Linked DNA regions of Zea mays: region 2 is linked to region 1. A link is a contact called in public Hi-C data. All regions are on one chromosome and are shown on one strand. The core of a region is the stretch at or near the end of the contact, and the rest is flanking DNA. Distances in the headings are between cores, read along the strand shown. Region 1 holds the start of LOC100383022 (Transducin/WD40 repeat-like superfamily protein). Region 2 holds the start of LOC103640598 (Chaperone DnaJ-domain superfamily protein).

Region 1 (6,998 bases), core at 2,580-5,079:
CCAACAGTAGAGTAAGCCTATAAATTTCATGAACCATGCACACCAATAGAGTCAAGGATATGAAACAGAACCAGGCATGAGTTTTAAACAGATGACCAATCTGAGCCATTCCATATGTGATGTGCTGAGGATTACACTTCACCTTAGGGCTTGTTCAGTTTGAGGTGGATTGAGGGGGATTGGAGGGAATTAATCCACACCCGGACACCCCTAACTGAACAAGCCCTTAGGTGGAATGAAATTTCATTTTCTCCATGTATCTATGCAAACTGCTCAGTGTTTGAAGACAATAATATCTTGAAACCTTTCACTCATACAAGCATGTTTAACGTACATAATAACCGTACATGTATAGATGTTCTTGATTCTAACCTAGTTTTAGTACATTAGTGCTCTTAACAACTCCTGGCCTACTCAACTTGCTTCAAACTAAAAGACTGTTGTTATTGTCGCCATTGTGCTCTCTAGTTCTACATTGTGTATAAGAAATGTCATTGTAAAGCCTACACTGTGTAAAAAGGACCCTCCTTAGAACAAATTCATGTTGACAAGCAGATACAAGCTAATTTATTGTGTAGTAGATAGATTTGTGTATTGAGGTTCACAACCAATATTTGAGTTGACATATCTACAATGAAATGGCAGGAGTCAAAATTTACATAGCTGGGCACCCACCAACATCCTCCGATTCTTCTGCCAATGTAGTAGTTGTTCCTGTTGTGTCCGCCTGGGGGCAGTAGAGTTACTGGATTGCTTATCACCATCTGATGATGGATTGGTGCTCTTACCTGCTGCATAGTCAAGGTCACTCAGATTTGGGAAGCAACTGCTATCTAGAGGTTTACATAAGCCAAAATCTGAAAGCTTCAAGTGGCCACTTCGATCTAGCAACAAATTATCAGGCTTGATATCCCTGGAAAGGTATAAGAATGACTGAATTAAATAACTGCGATTAGATATATAGTGGTGCTTATTATTGAACGTTACCTATGAATATAAATGCGTTTGTGAATAGATTCAATTGCTAGTATTGTCTCTGCAACATAAAACTTAGATTCGTCCTCAGTCAGTGTGTCCTTGCGCATGAGTAAAGTCATCATGTCACCACCAGGAAGGTACTCCATAATGAGGTACAGAAACTCATCATCTTGAAATGAGCAGTACAGCTTAACAATGTAAGGACTATCAACCTCTGCAAGGAGGTCCCTTTCAGCTCTGACATGTTCAACCTAAAAACAATGCATTGGAGAAAATAGAAGTTAGCTCGATAACACAGTACAGTTACTAGAGTTAACATCATGGAATACCTGCCCTCTTCGTAACATTTCGGACTTCTTAAGCTTTTTCATTGCATACACATTGGATGTAGCTTTTTCTCTACAAAGTCTCACCTGCAAAATATTATAATGGGGTAAGCTGCAGGCAGACACAGAAAACAGACATTGTCTCTTTAGAGACCTGCATGTATTTCACAAGAAAACTTTCTCTCGAAGTATTGAGTAAACTGTTGTTCATTACAGAACACGAACACCCAACTATATATTGTATCAAAGAGGATGACTCAAATATTTGTTACCTCCCCAAATGCACCTCTCCCAATAATGGTAAGCAATTCAAAGTCATCAACGCCCATTTTATGCCTTCGTAGGCGCATGTATTCTGTCTCCTTTTTTTCTAAATCTTTCAGGATATTGTTTTGCTCTTCTTCAGATACATCTGCATCTGCTAGTTTCCTCTCCAACATCCAACGCCTAGAATATTGGTTGATATCAACATGGGTTGCAGCAAACTTAGCCAGAACTCAACAATGTATAGCAGAAGCATGATCCCAAAAACAATATACAGCAGCAGTTTAATAAGGCCTACAGAAGTCCTAAAGAAGAAGAGTTGTCAAGTGTAACTTATGGGCAAAAGAGAAATGTGAATAGTCAAGAAAATAAGTCGACCGATCGACCCTGCAAGAGTGTGGTGCTAAGACCCATACGAATACAGATAGAACATCTATATTCATACCAAAGTACAGAAGCAGACTGCAAGGTGTACTTACTTCCATAATCCATAATTCTATATGAAGCTGTATCTGCTAACAGTGCTCATGCAGACTAATGGGGGCACTAAAATAAAGTTGGGGCTAATTTCAGCAGTCAACTGGTTACAATTTATTCCCTTCTCTATGGGCAGATTTTATCCTCATTCTTGACCATATAAGTTGATAATTATGTATGGTATGTTCCACCTTGTTGGGTTAATCTGTTTTCTCATTGCAAAAGAAAATAATGAGACTAAAATGGAGGGACTAATCTTTAGTCCCTGGAACCAAACAGACCCTTAGCAATTTTGTAAGTATTTGCAAACAGATAAAATGTTAATAGGCCTACAGAACCCGGCTCCCCTAAAAATGGCATAGACAAGCTGATAATAGTAAATGATGAATGATCACTTAGCAATTACTAGAAGACCGAGGCCAACTGCCCAGCTCAAAGTTACATCACTTGATAAATATAGCGATTTGCCAGCACTGAGCCCCCTCAAATCACCCAGGCACACGCGCATTGCCATCACACCAGGAAGGAAAGTGGAGTGGAGTGGAGTGGAGTGGAGTGGACTGACCTCTCCTTGCGCTCCTGAAGCGACTTCATCTGCGACTTGTAGTGGTTCTCGATGTACTGCTTCGCCGCCGCCACCTTCTGCTTGGTGGCGCTAGACAGCGCCTCCTCCCCCGCCGCGGCGGCCATCCTCGCGGAGTTGCCGGCGCCACCGTTGGGCGACGCCGGCGCCGGCGTCTTGGCGCCCCGCTCTCTGTCCTTGTCCCGCGGCTGCAGCTTCTGGAGCCAGCTCCGGGCGGAATCCATGGGGCGGGCCCGCGAGTGTCGGCGGCGGCGGGATCGGATCAGCGCCGAGGGGGTGGCATTGGCAGGTGCGGGGATTGAGTTGAGTCAGAAGCTTGGTGTCCCGCCCGCGCCCGCGCGGGATCTCCGGATCTGGTAGTTGCACTAGGGTTCGACGCGGGAGGCACGGGCACGAGCGCCGCCGCGATTTGCTCGGGGTAAACTCGCGCTCCAAGCAAGTGGGCACTGCTGCTGGTGGTGGGCTTCGATTCCGCTTCGATTCGCAGCTGCTGGCTGCTGGCTGGCTGCCTGCCTGCTGCCGACTGCCGTGCTGCGACTGCGAGAGAAGAGAAAATCACGCGCCGTCCACGTTGGCCGAGATAAAATAAGAAAGATTGGGATGCCCAATTATTATTACGACGTGCTGCCTGTTTCTGTTTCGCGTGGCAACTTTCAAAAGACGCGCGAGGGCGCGTGTTTCGTGTTTACGTATAAAAAACCGAATCGTAAGACTCTTAATTTTATATTATAAGATTTAAGGATCGGATCGGATTAGGATCGGATCTTATTTCTATTTATTTTTGAACTAAAATTTATTTAGGGCCCTACTATTTTGTGAAGAACCATTTGGATCGCGATCCATTACCACCCCTACGTAAGAGCATCTCAGACGGATAAAAAAAGTTAGAAAATTAAATTTGTATCAGAAATTCTAAATCTAATCTAAAGTATGATATAAGGATAAGGATAACACTGTGAGCCTTGGCCTTGGACATCATTCTTGCAAGCTACCCTAAGGCCTAATCCAGCCCGGCCTCATCGACAGGGACAAAGGAGCTCGGCTCGGCCCAGTCCATTATCCTACAGCCCAAATACGAAGCGGGTTTAGGCCCGTTAACCCGTTCAGAGCCACTCTTCGCCAGTTCGCCTCGGCAAACAAGGCCCCAAAACCCTACTACTCTGTCGAGCCAGCGCCGTCTCCCTCCCCCACTCCATTCCCACTCGGACTTGGACCCCAAAACCCTAGCGGCTAGCGCCTCCTCGCCGTCACCGCCATGATCACCGGCGGCCAGAGCTACGTCTCGGCGCCGCCGGCCTTCTCGGCCGACGGGCGCCTCCTCCTCGTCTGCTCCGGTCGCGCCGTCTCCGTCTTCAGCACCGCCACCGCCATGCTAGTAAGCCCGGCCCCGTGCGCCGCCGTCTTCGATGAAGGAAATTTGTTGAGGTGCGGGTTGTGACTGTTGTCGGGGGTTTTGGTGTGTCGCAGGTGTCGGAGCTGGAGGGGCACGAGGGGGACGTCACCGCCGTGGTGGTGGTGGCGCCGCCAGCGCAGGCGACCGCGGCGGCCAAGCTTGCGAGCTACTGCTGGACGGCGGGGCTCGACGGGGTGCTCATCTACTGGGACTTCTTGGCCGCGGAGGTGATGCGGAAGGTCCAGGTTGGGCTCCCCGTCCACTCCATGGTAAGCTCAACCTGCTGCCTCCTCGATTTCTGTTGCTCTGGTTATCATTAGTTTGTATTCTGAGCTGAGAAAAATCGAGATTACATGTGCCAATGTGCGTGCTTGTGATTTGATTCCGTGAGTGCAGGTGGTTCCTGACATATATAGGACCTCAAAAGGAGTTGAGGTGTCGAGCCCCTTTGCATTCATCTCTGTGGAGGATACGAGTAAGCTGGCAAGTGAACCAAAAGCGCTGTGTGGGCAGATGAGAGTTTATGACCTGACAAAGGGGCGCCAAGTGGGTGGCCTCCTGGCCGAGGTGAGAAGCTTTATAATAAATCTTTGTCACTCAATATCTGTCAATTTCCACATAATAAATCTTGGTCTTTAATGTACTTTATATTGACGGTTATGCTTGCTGATGCTCTTGGTATTTGAATCGAATATAATAAGTTTTCAAATTTCAATTATAAAGTACAGAATTATGTTGAATATGTGTCACTTCTGTTTTTTAATGTTACAACCTTGCTTCCATGAACTATTTGCTCTGATCTAAACAGACACGTAAACCAGAAAAGATCGTTGCAAGTAGTTCTGGAGAATTCTTGGGCATTACAAATAAAAGAAAGCTCCATATATGGCGCATACCAACAAAAGATTTCAAGCCTGACAAGATAAGGAAGATAAAGCTCCGGCACACCAAACACTTGACCACTCTGGCATTCCATCCAACTGAGAGAACTGTGGCTGGTGGTGATGTAACAGGGCGGATCCTGATTTGGAGATGTTTTGGAAACTCAAAGTTCTCTGAAAGTAGTGTACAGTCGAAAGAGGATGACGGAAGGGATGGTGTTAGGGGGGATGATGATGCAGACACTTGCACAACATGGCATTGGCACTCAAGCAGTGTGAGGTTTCTCAAGTTTTCTTCTGATGGAGCATACTTGTTTTCAGGTTTAGCATACTGAGTCATTTACTTTCTGTCTATGTCAATTTAACTCAGTCTTTCCCTGGAAGACCTGTACTTCTCAATGACAATTTTTTCTATGTTAGGTGGTTTGGAGGGAGTTATTGTTGTGTGGCAACTAGATACTGGAAAGAGAAGGTATAAACCACGTCTGGGGTCTCCTCTTTTGTTCTTTGTAGATTCTCCAGATTCTTCCATTTCCTGCGTAAGTGTCCTTTTCTCTCTAAACTATTCTTTGTTATGCTTTACAAGAACCCAATGCCTTTTGCTCTGCAGAGCAAATTATATTATTGATTTATGAAGTTTTTGATAACTGTATTCCCGCATTCCATATGAGTTACTGCTTAGTTAATGTTCCAGTCTTGCCCAGATGTTAAGTCACTAATCCATTAGAATCAAAACAGTAGTTCAAAACTCAGGCCACTAGATGTCCAAGTCTAGAGCATTGTATATGGTAATGCATGGATCTTATGCTGTTATCATTCCTTGCTTTCTTATGCATTGTAGTTTAGATAATTAAATTCAAGTTCCCTCCATAGTCCCGGCCATAATTTGCTTGAAATAATATTCTAGCAAAACATGTATTTATGCTTTTATCACTTGACAACTTTCTATATTGAAGATTAATACTGAAATGGCCATTTATTAACCCATGTTTTCCTTTGCTATACGAATATGTGCGTAATCACTGATTTAAGTCTATCTGTTGCTTGGTTCGTCACACAAGAAAATATAGCTAACAAAAGAAGTTGTTTGTGTGAGTATTCTATGCAAGTATATTGAGGGTTTCCAGATTGTTGAGTTAATGCCTGCTTATGCTGCTATGCCTTAGTATAAAGAATTGGGTAATAGTTTTTATTAGAGCTGGCAGAGAAGTAAAATATGGCCCTGCTTTCCATATGTAATTGTCCTAGCATGATTCATAAATGTTGTCCGATATAGGACTGGCTAAATCACTCATGACTGTGTTGCCAGCTGCATCTTTGATCTGGTCTGATTTTCTTGCCCATAGTGTGCATGATAACTTTTGTTCGTATTTCAGGTGTCATGTACAAATAACCAAGTCTATCTTCTAAAAATGCCTAATATGGAGGTCATGAGATCTATTGCTGGAATCAAGGTTTGTAATATGGAAATATGCACCCCCCCTATGCAATTACTAGCATTGCTTGTTTCTGGGTTTCCTTGTTTCTGATAAAATGTGATTTTATGGTATGGTCATGATCTTGTGATTATCTTTTCCTGTGTTTTTAGCTGCCAATTGCTTCACCAAACTTGGGCGGATCTAATCGGGCTGTGTATGGATTTGATTATACTAATAGACTTGTTGCTATACCAACTGAAGATTACTGCATACAGTTCTACAATTTGTTTGAGAACGCTGAGGTTTCAGAGGTAGGCTTATTAAGTTATCATGTTAATCCATCCTTTTTGGCAGTTTTTACATGATGGACATTTTTACTGAAACTGACCCTAACATTGTTAATCTTTTCAGGTGCAAGTGTGTGAGAGGAATTTCCAGCCTATTGATGATATCACTGTAAGATACCTCATTTCATATGCTTATTTTTAGTCCCATGTTTTTGTTCTTTTTTGTTGCTCTATCTCTTTACGTGTGCCAAACATTTTCCACCGCTCCTGGATTACTTTTGGTTGCCCTGCTAGTTACCATGCTTAAATAATTAGTTCTCTTGTTTGGTATTCAGAATTGAACTTTAGCTTTTGATATGCTCCATTTCCCCCTTGATACAGATGTACATTT
Region 2 (5,995 bases), core at 348-2,847, 410 kb after region 1:
AGAAGCACAGATCGCAGAGAGCAGTTCACATATTTTACTACTACCAAGTAGCAAGAACCATGTTTCATCACCACCCTACCTTTGGTAGCAAAACAATCTACATAGAACTAATTATTAGTATAAAAGAAGTTGAAAACGCAGTGTGCAGTTCATAGATATTACTTTGAGTATAGCATAGAATAAGCTTACTACTAAAAGCTTCACACAAACAATTGGCAGCAACACATGAAGGCAACCAGTGGTGGCACAGTTTTGGACATCCTATCCTATTTTTTTCACCATCCATCAGGCAACACTTTAACCACATCCCTAAACAAATGTAACCTCCCATGCAACGCAAAGTTGGACAGCAAAAGCAACACATGTCAAGATTTAGAATCTATCATGCCAAATCCTTATCCAGTAAATCTGAGCTAAAGTGCAGAAGCAACAAGACACGACAAGTAGGATTTACCGAGCACGAACCAGGCTAAGAAGCGCGTAGAGGGCGCACGCCGGCGAGGTCATGCACACGAAGAAGCTCCAGAGGATGACGAAGACGGCGGCAGGGCCGAGGCTCGCCACCGCCAGCACCCCGCGCGCCGTGCACCCGCGCCATTGCCGCAGCGCGGCGAGCGCGAGTCGCGAGGAGGTGGCGCAGGCCCGGGACACGGCGGGCCAGTGCCGATCGACCAGGAAGGCGAGGCGCTCCCTGCTGCCGCACGCAGCCGTGTGCGCCCACGCTAGGATGTGCTTCTGGGACAACACCCACATCCACGCCTGCTTCCACAGCCCCAAATCCTCCATGGACTGGAGGCCGCACGAAATGTCGAATTCCAATAAAGAAATGCTCAATCCAGAGACCGCGAGAGCCCCATTCCCCCCGACTGAATTCAAAAAATTAACATCCTCGAGAACCGAAGCAGCTGCTTGCAAGAACCTGCTTTCCCCCAAACCAATCCAAGAGCTCCAAGAAGAGGGATAAGCGCCGCAACCAGCTCAAGAACTAGCCAAGAACCACCGCTCCCTAGCCCGGGTCAGAGTCAGACACGCCCGGGCACAAAACCGGATCGAGCCCTAAACCCACTTGCCGCCACTTCAGCTGAATTGGCCGGGAACGGGAGGAGCTCCCTGGAAGCCGCTCTCCCGCTTTAGGGGCCAAGCAAGAAACGACGAGAAACCCCCGGGGAGCCTCAGAAAGGCGCCATCTTTCAAGGGGGGCTGCAGGCCGCCGACACCTGCGGATGGATCTCGCGCCGGTGAGTCGGCGAGGGTGGGGGGTAAAATAGACGGGAATCCGAAGCTTTGGCGCAGGCGGCGTCGCTCTCTTTTGCTGGTGCTTCGCTCGCTTTATGCTGCGCTCGGCGGCTTGGCTCGTGACAAAAGAGGGATTCCGGTGGATTTAAAAGGGGAAAGAGAAGACGAAGGAGAGATCTTGCAAAAGATGGCAGGGAGAGGAGGAAGATGAGGATAGACAGGATAGGGCTGCAAGTAACTTAGGAGAGAGGACAGAGGAGACACCGTTGGTTGCTACTGTCGTCAGTGGAATGGGGGAGGGAGAAGACATGGGCAGAAGAGAGGAGCAGGGCAAGCAGCCAGCAGGGGTGCTCAACTCAGTGCTGATGGATATGGGATGGGTGGTTATAGAGAGGGAAAAGAAAGTGTTTGGTTCAATTGAATGAGTAACAGTGGCACCAACAGTTCGGGAAAAAATCGCTATTTTGTTTTAATTAATGATGATGAGAATGGAAATTAATACTGCTTCAAAAAAACTGGTATGCCAATATATAATGAGAAAACATGGTAGAAAGACAACTGAGTTCATTTATGTGCTTGGCCTTTTAACTTGAGTTATTAATCACGGAAGAGTGGAGTGGTTAGCCACTTGTGAATTAATATATACTCATCCATGATCCATCCCAGATGGCAGAAGCTGAAATGTGCAAGGGGCTGTGTTGGGTACAATGTTTCTTAAAACCATGACTTTTCATTACTATATTTTACAATTGTCATAATAATATCGTAGTTTTTGTGAGCTCCAAAAATACCATGGTTTTAAGAAAGATTGTTTTGATACACCATTGTAAACCATGGTATTAAGCAAAATTCTAGCAATGTCATAAAAACTTTAAATTGTAGTGGAGTTTCGAATACTCTAAAAATACCATAGTATCTAGAATACCATGATTTTGAAAACAAAGTTTTCAGACACCTTATAACATAAAATACTATGATATTACTAAATGATATTCTTTAGAAACTATAAAAAATACTTCAGGTCCAAACAGGCTCTAAGGTTAGTATGTCTAGATTGGGAAACATGCACGGGAAGCTGTGAAGAAAGCGGTTAAGAAATGTTGGTGCTATAGAGAAATGTAGAGCTCCTAAGTCAGTATGTTTGGATGAGGTAGGCTAGTCACTAGTCATGCTAAGCTTGTCAACTCAAAGGCTCGGCTAAACAATTAGGTCACCTATTAGCATTCCTGTTTAGATGCACTAAGAACGATTTTAACTCATGTAGCAATAACTGGACCTTAATCTTTTAACTCTTTTAACTGGTAAGTGATAACTAGTTAAAAGGCTCATGTTTAGATGCACTAAGTTTAATGCACCTAGCAACTAGATCTAAATGAATCTTAGCCTTTTTTTGAAGAACTAAGTAACTATTTGGCATCACTTTAATTTGAATGCCGCATTAAGGATGGGTCTAAAACCACACACAACGGATGTCGGACGAGCTTCTATGGATGACCTAAGAGAAGTCGGAGTCATTTTCGTAGTATCACATTGTCACATTGTTTTTTCCCCTTTCTTTCTGTCTCCATCTTGGTTAATCCCTCTTCTTTTGCGTGTGGGTCCATTGCATTTACGCAGCTAGTTTCTCTCCCTCCAAACATCTTTTTCTCTTTTAATTTTTTCTATAAAAACAGAAAACACAGGTGTCCACACATGGACGACACCAAACACAAGAGAACAAAAATGGCATCAATCACACACACACACAAAAAAAAGGAAACGCAGATAGAAACAGGTGGTTCCTCCTCTACTGGCTTCGGTCGCTGCAGTTTGGCACGAAACGGTTGAGAATTGTTGGATCAAACATGGCAGTGGCGTATGGATGGAGGAGATGAACCACCGGAACTGATGGACCGTCCAAAAAGGTCTACAGGCTTGTCGTCACATCCGCAAATGACCTGACACTGATCTTTTCTGCTCGAAGCCTGCAAGAGAACATTCCAAGAGTACTCACGCTACAATAATCTATAAAGATAAAATACTGTAAAATCGTAGCCAGATTAAAGCCCCTCAGCATCACATGCCATCCACATGCAAAGTATGATTATTGGAGCAGGTGCTCTGCTAGCAAAATCATAGGCCTGCGCGGTATACATAAAAGAAATAATATTTTTTTCCTTGAAGGGCAAAAGATAAAATATCATAGTAGAATAGCAATGCGTCCAAGTTGACCCGTGATGGCACGACATGTGAGTGAGATCCTCCTACTCCTACCTGGCCAAGAAAGAAGAAGCGTCTGCATGACCCCAACCCTAAACCAAGATTTGTTTCGGCGTCGTTGAACAAAAAAAAAGCAACATGTCATTTGTTTTTGTTTTGTTTTTACCTTCTTTATCTTTTTCTTTCTCCCTCCTTTGTTCTTTTTTTTTTTCCTTTGCGTCCGGTCTCCATAGCTACTGCTATACAATTGACCAAATTTATTGTTTCATGGGCGACGAAATTTTGCCCTCGGCGCAGGAGACAGCAGGGACATATAAGGGCAAAAAAAAATGGTATTGACCGCATGTATAGATGTAAAGACTTGTATCTTGACTTAGCGCTCTCTGTTTTGAACTGTCATTCTATAATCCCATCCATAATCTGCTACAAAAGAGAGACTCATGCTCTATTTGTTTCCCTCCTAAATTATATATAAGTTGGATTAGGTGGTATAGTAGAAAGATAAAAAATCACTTTGGGATCACAGTTAAGTTAAAATAAACTAGCATTAGATAGCTTATTTCAGCTTATTTGTGATTCTAAAGTGATATTTTATCTTCTTATCCTTCTACAACTGCTCACAGCATGATCTTTTTTACCCTTGACCTGGCCTGGTGCTTGCAGTTGCAGTTACTCACACAACCAGCACCCTGCAAGGCTGCAACTGCAAACGTCACCATCGGTCAGTCACATTCCCTGCATGTTTTCTGACCCTTGTGCACATCGTATACAATGCTCGACTTTTTCCCATTCTTTTCACCGAGAAAATGATAATCCAGGAACATCAGCCTCCTAATCCAGGAACAAACCCAGTTGGGCGCTGGCGGATCAACTCACCATGTTTTTGCGAAGCACAGGACAGGAGCAACCACCGCCGCAAATTGGTGGACAAACAAACCAAACCAAACGACCGGGCTGGGAATGGATGGGTGGGGCCAGATCCAGGAGAGAACCACTTCACAAGCCAGCCTCTCAGTCTCAGTGTCGCCACCAGTTTCCTGCAATTTCTAGAGGTAGTCAAGGAGTTGGCTGAAGTATACCTTTATTGTTACGTTCAAAAAAAAAGTATACCTTTATTGTCACCAAAAAAAAAAGCAGAGAAGAGAAGAGAACAAACCACACACACTCGGCAAAGACGCAGATGCACAAGACGAGACGGCTTCTCGTGGCCCCGACACTCCTTTCCAGCGAGACCCTGTGCTGCAATCCTTACACATCACGTCTCATGATTCCCAGATTTTTCCACCCCAAATAAACAGTAATAGCTCTGGAGATGGCTTCAGCATAAGTAAGCAAGAAAGAAAGACAGAAAGAAATAAAAACAGAAAACTGGACCACGCCATCAATAATGAAACACGCAAGGTGGCGTGTGGACGGCGGAATAATTTTGGAAGGCAGGCACAAAAGCTTCCACTTTAATTAAATCACAATCACCACCCAACTCGGCCAGAAAACTAGTGGCCAGATACATACGAGCTACAGTCTCCTGAAAGCCCAACTGCCACAGCACTCTCTCTCGTCTACTGCCGTCGAGCTTTCTTGAGCAGTTGGATGCGCAGCTTGGCTCTGCCAAACAAACATATTACTACCTCGCATGCCTAGAGGATACATTTTTTTAACGAATATGAATTTATGATTAACTCTGAGACATATTGTTGCCACCAGCAGGCTTTAACTCCAAGCGATGAGCTCTGCAAAGGGGGCAACTGCATGTGTTGTTCGCTTTCTGCCCAAGCCAGCCCAGACTGATCTCGTTTTTTTCAATTGGGGGAGGTCCTGACAAAACAAGGGTGAAAAGGAGGAGGATTAAATAGTGCAAACGCAAGAAGGTTTACCAAACACGCAGAACCAGCATGACATCAACCAAATTCTGCATAAGGAAGTGTTTTTTTTTTGGGGGGGGGGGGGAGGATTTAGATCCTATGAATAGTATGTCTGTTGCATCTAGAAGTGTTTTTTTGAACTGAGCCCAACTATAATGCCATGATAATAGCATGACTGTTTCAGGGCAACTTGCCATCAGTGCAAACCATTTTTTCTTGAATACGCAGGAGAGCCGTGTATTGATAATAGCATTAATGCGCAGCTTGGCAACTGTATAATGATAATAGCATTAAAAAGAAGAACCCGATACAAGCGGCCTCCAACCCCAGGCAAAGGAGGCCGAAGAGGAAACCCAAAGGAAGACTAAAGAAACTACCAAAAAAAACAAAGAGAAGACCAGACCAGACCACAAACACTAAACTAAATCTATCTAAGAATTCTCTTGACCAAGAGCACGCAGACCCGCCGCTCCAACAAAACACCAAAGGTGACGCTCATCCTCAAAGGACCGGAGAAAGCCTGCCACGATTTCAAGCTGGGACAGTAAAGACACGATTTCTTATGAACTTTGTCACCACAATTCGTCAATTCCTGACCCACAAAAATCTCTAATGATAATGGTACGAAAGCCTGCCATATCAAAATTATAATTTGGTCACAATCAAGTAAACTGCTTTTCGATGAGCAAAATTCTACT

Evidence for each region. A called contact is a pair of places that touch in the nucleus more often than the background predicts.
Region 2: a Hi-C map of leaf shows a contact between it and region 1, with 3 times the contacts expected there. The contact joins the promoter of LOC103640598 here to the promoter of LOC100383022 in region 1. A contact is called at or near these places in 5 of 25 Hi-C or Micro-C datasets (ear, endosperm, leaf and 1 more).

Annotation. Positions count from the first base shown.
Region 1 is chr1:176,877,103-176,884,100 of Zm-B73-REFERENCE-NAM-5.0, forward strand. It overlaps LOC100383022 (Transducin/WD40 repeat-like superfamily protein), which reads left to right and starts at 3,830. Exons shown (of 16, transcript NM_001329466.1): 1 at 3,830-4,003; 2 at 4,096-4,290; 3 at 4,418-4,588; 4 at 4,830-5,223; 5 at 5,323-5,441; 6 at 6,279-6,356; 7 at 6,491-6,631; 8 at 6,732-6,776; 9 at 6,989-6,998. The coding sequence starts at 3,884. It overlaps LOC100381537 (putative AGC protein kinase family protein), which reads right to left and starts at 3,144. Exons shown (of 14, transcript NM_001174366.1): 1 at 2,611-3,144; 2 at 1,577-1,751; 3 at 1,308-1,391; 4 at 988-1,229; 5 at 676-913; 6 at 1-17. The coding sequence starts at 2,852.
Region 2 is chr1:177,293,294-177,299,288 of Zm-B73-REFERENCE-NAM-5.0, forward strand. It overlaps LOC103640598 (Chaperone DnaJ-domain superfamily protein), which reads right to left and starts at 1,598. Exons shown (of 9, transcript XM_008663819.3): 1 at 466-1,598. The coding sequence starts at 786. LOC103640599 (release factor glutamine methyltransferase) reads right to left here. Exons shown (of 4, transcript XR_004855394.1): 4 at 4,791-5,250.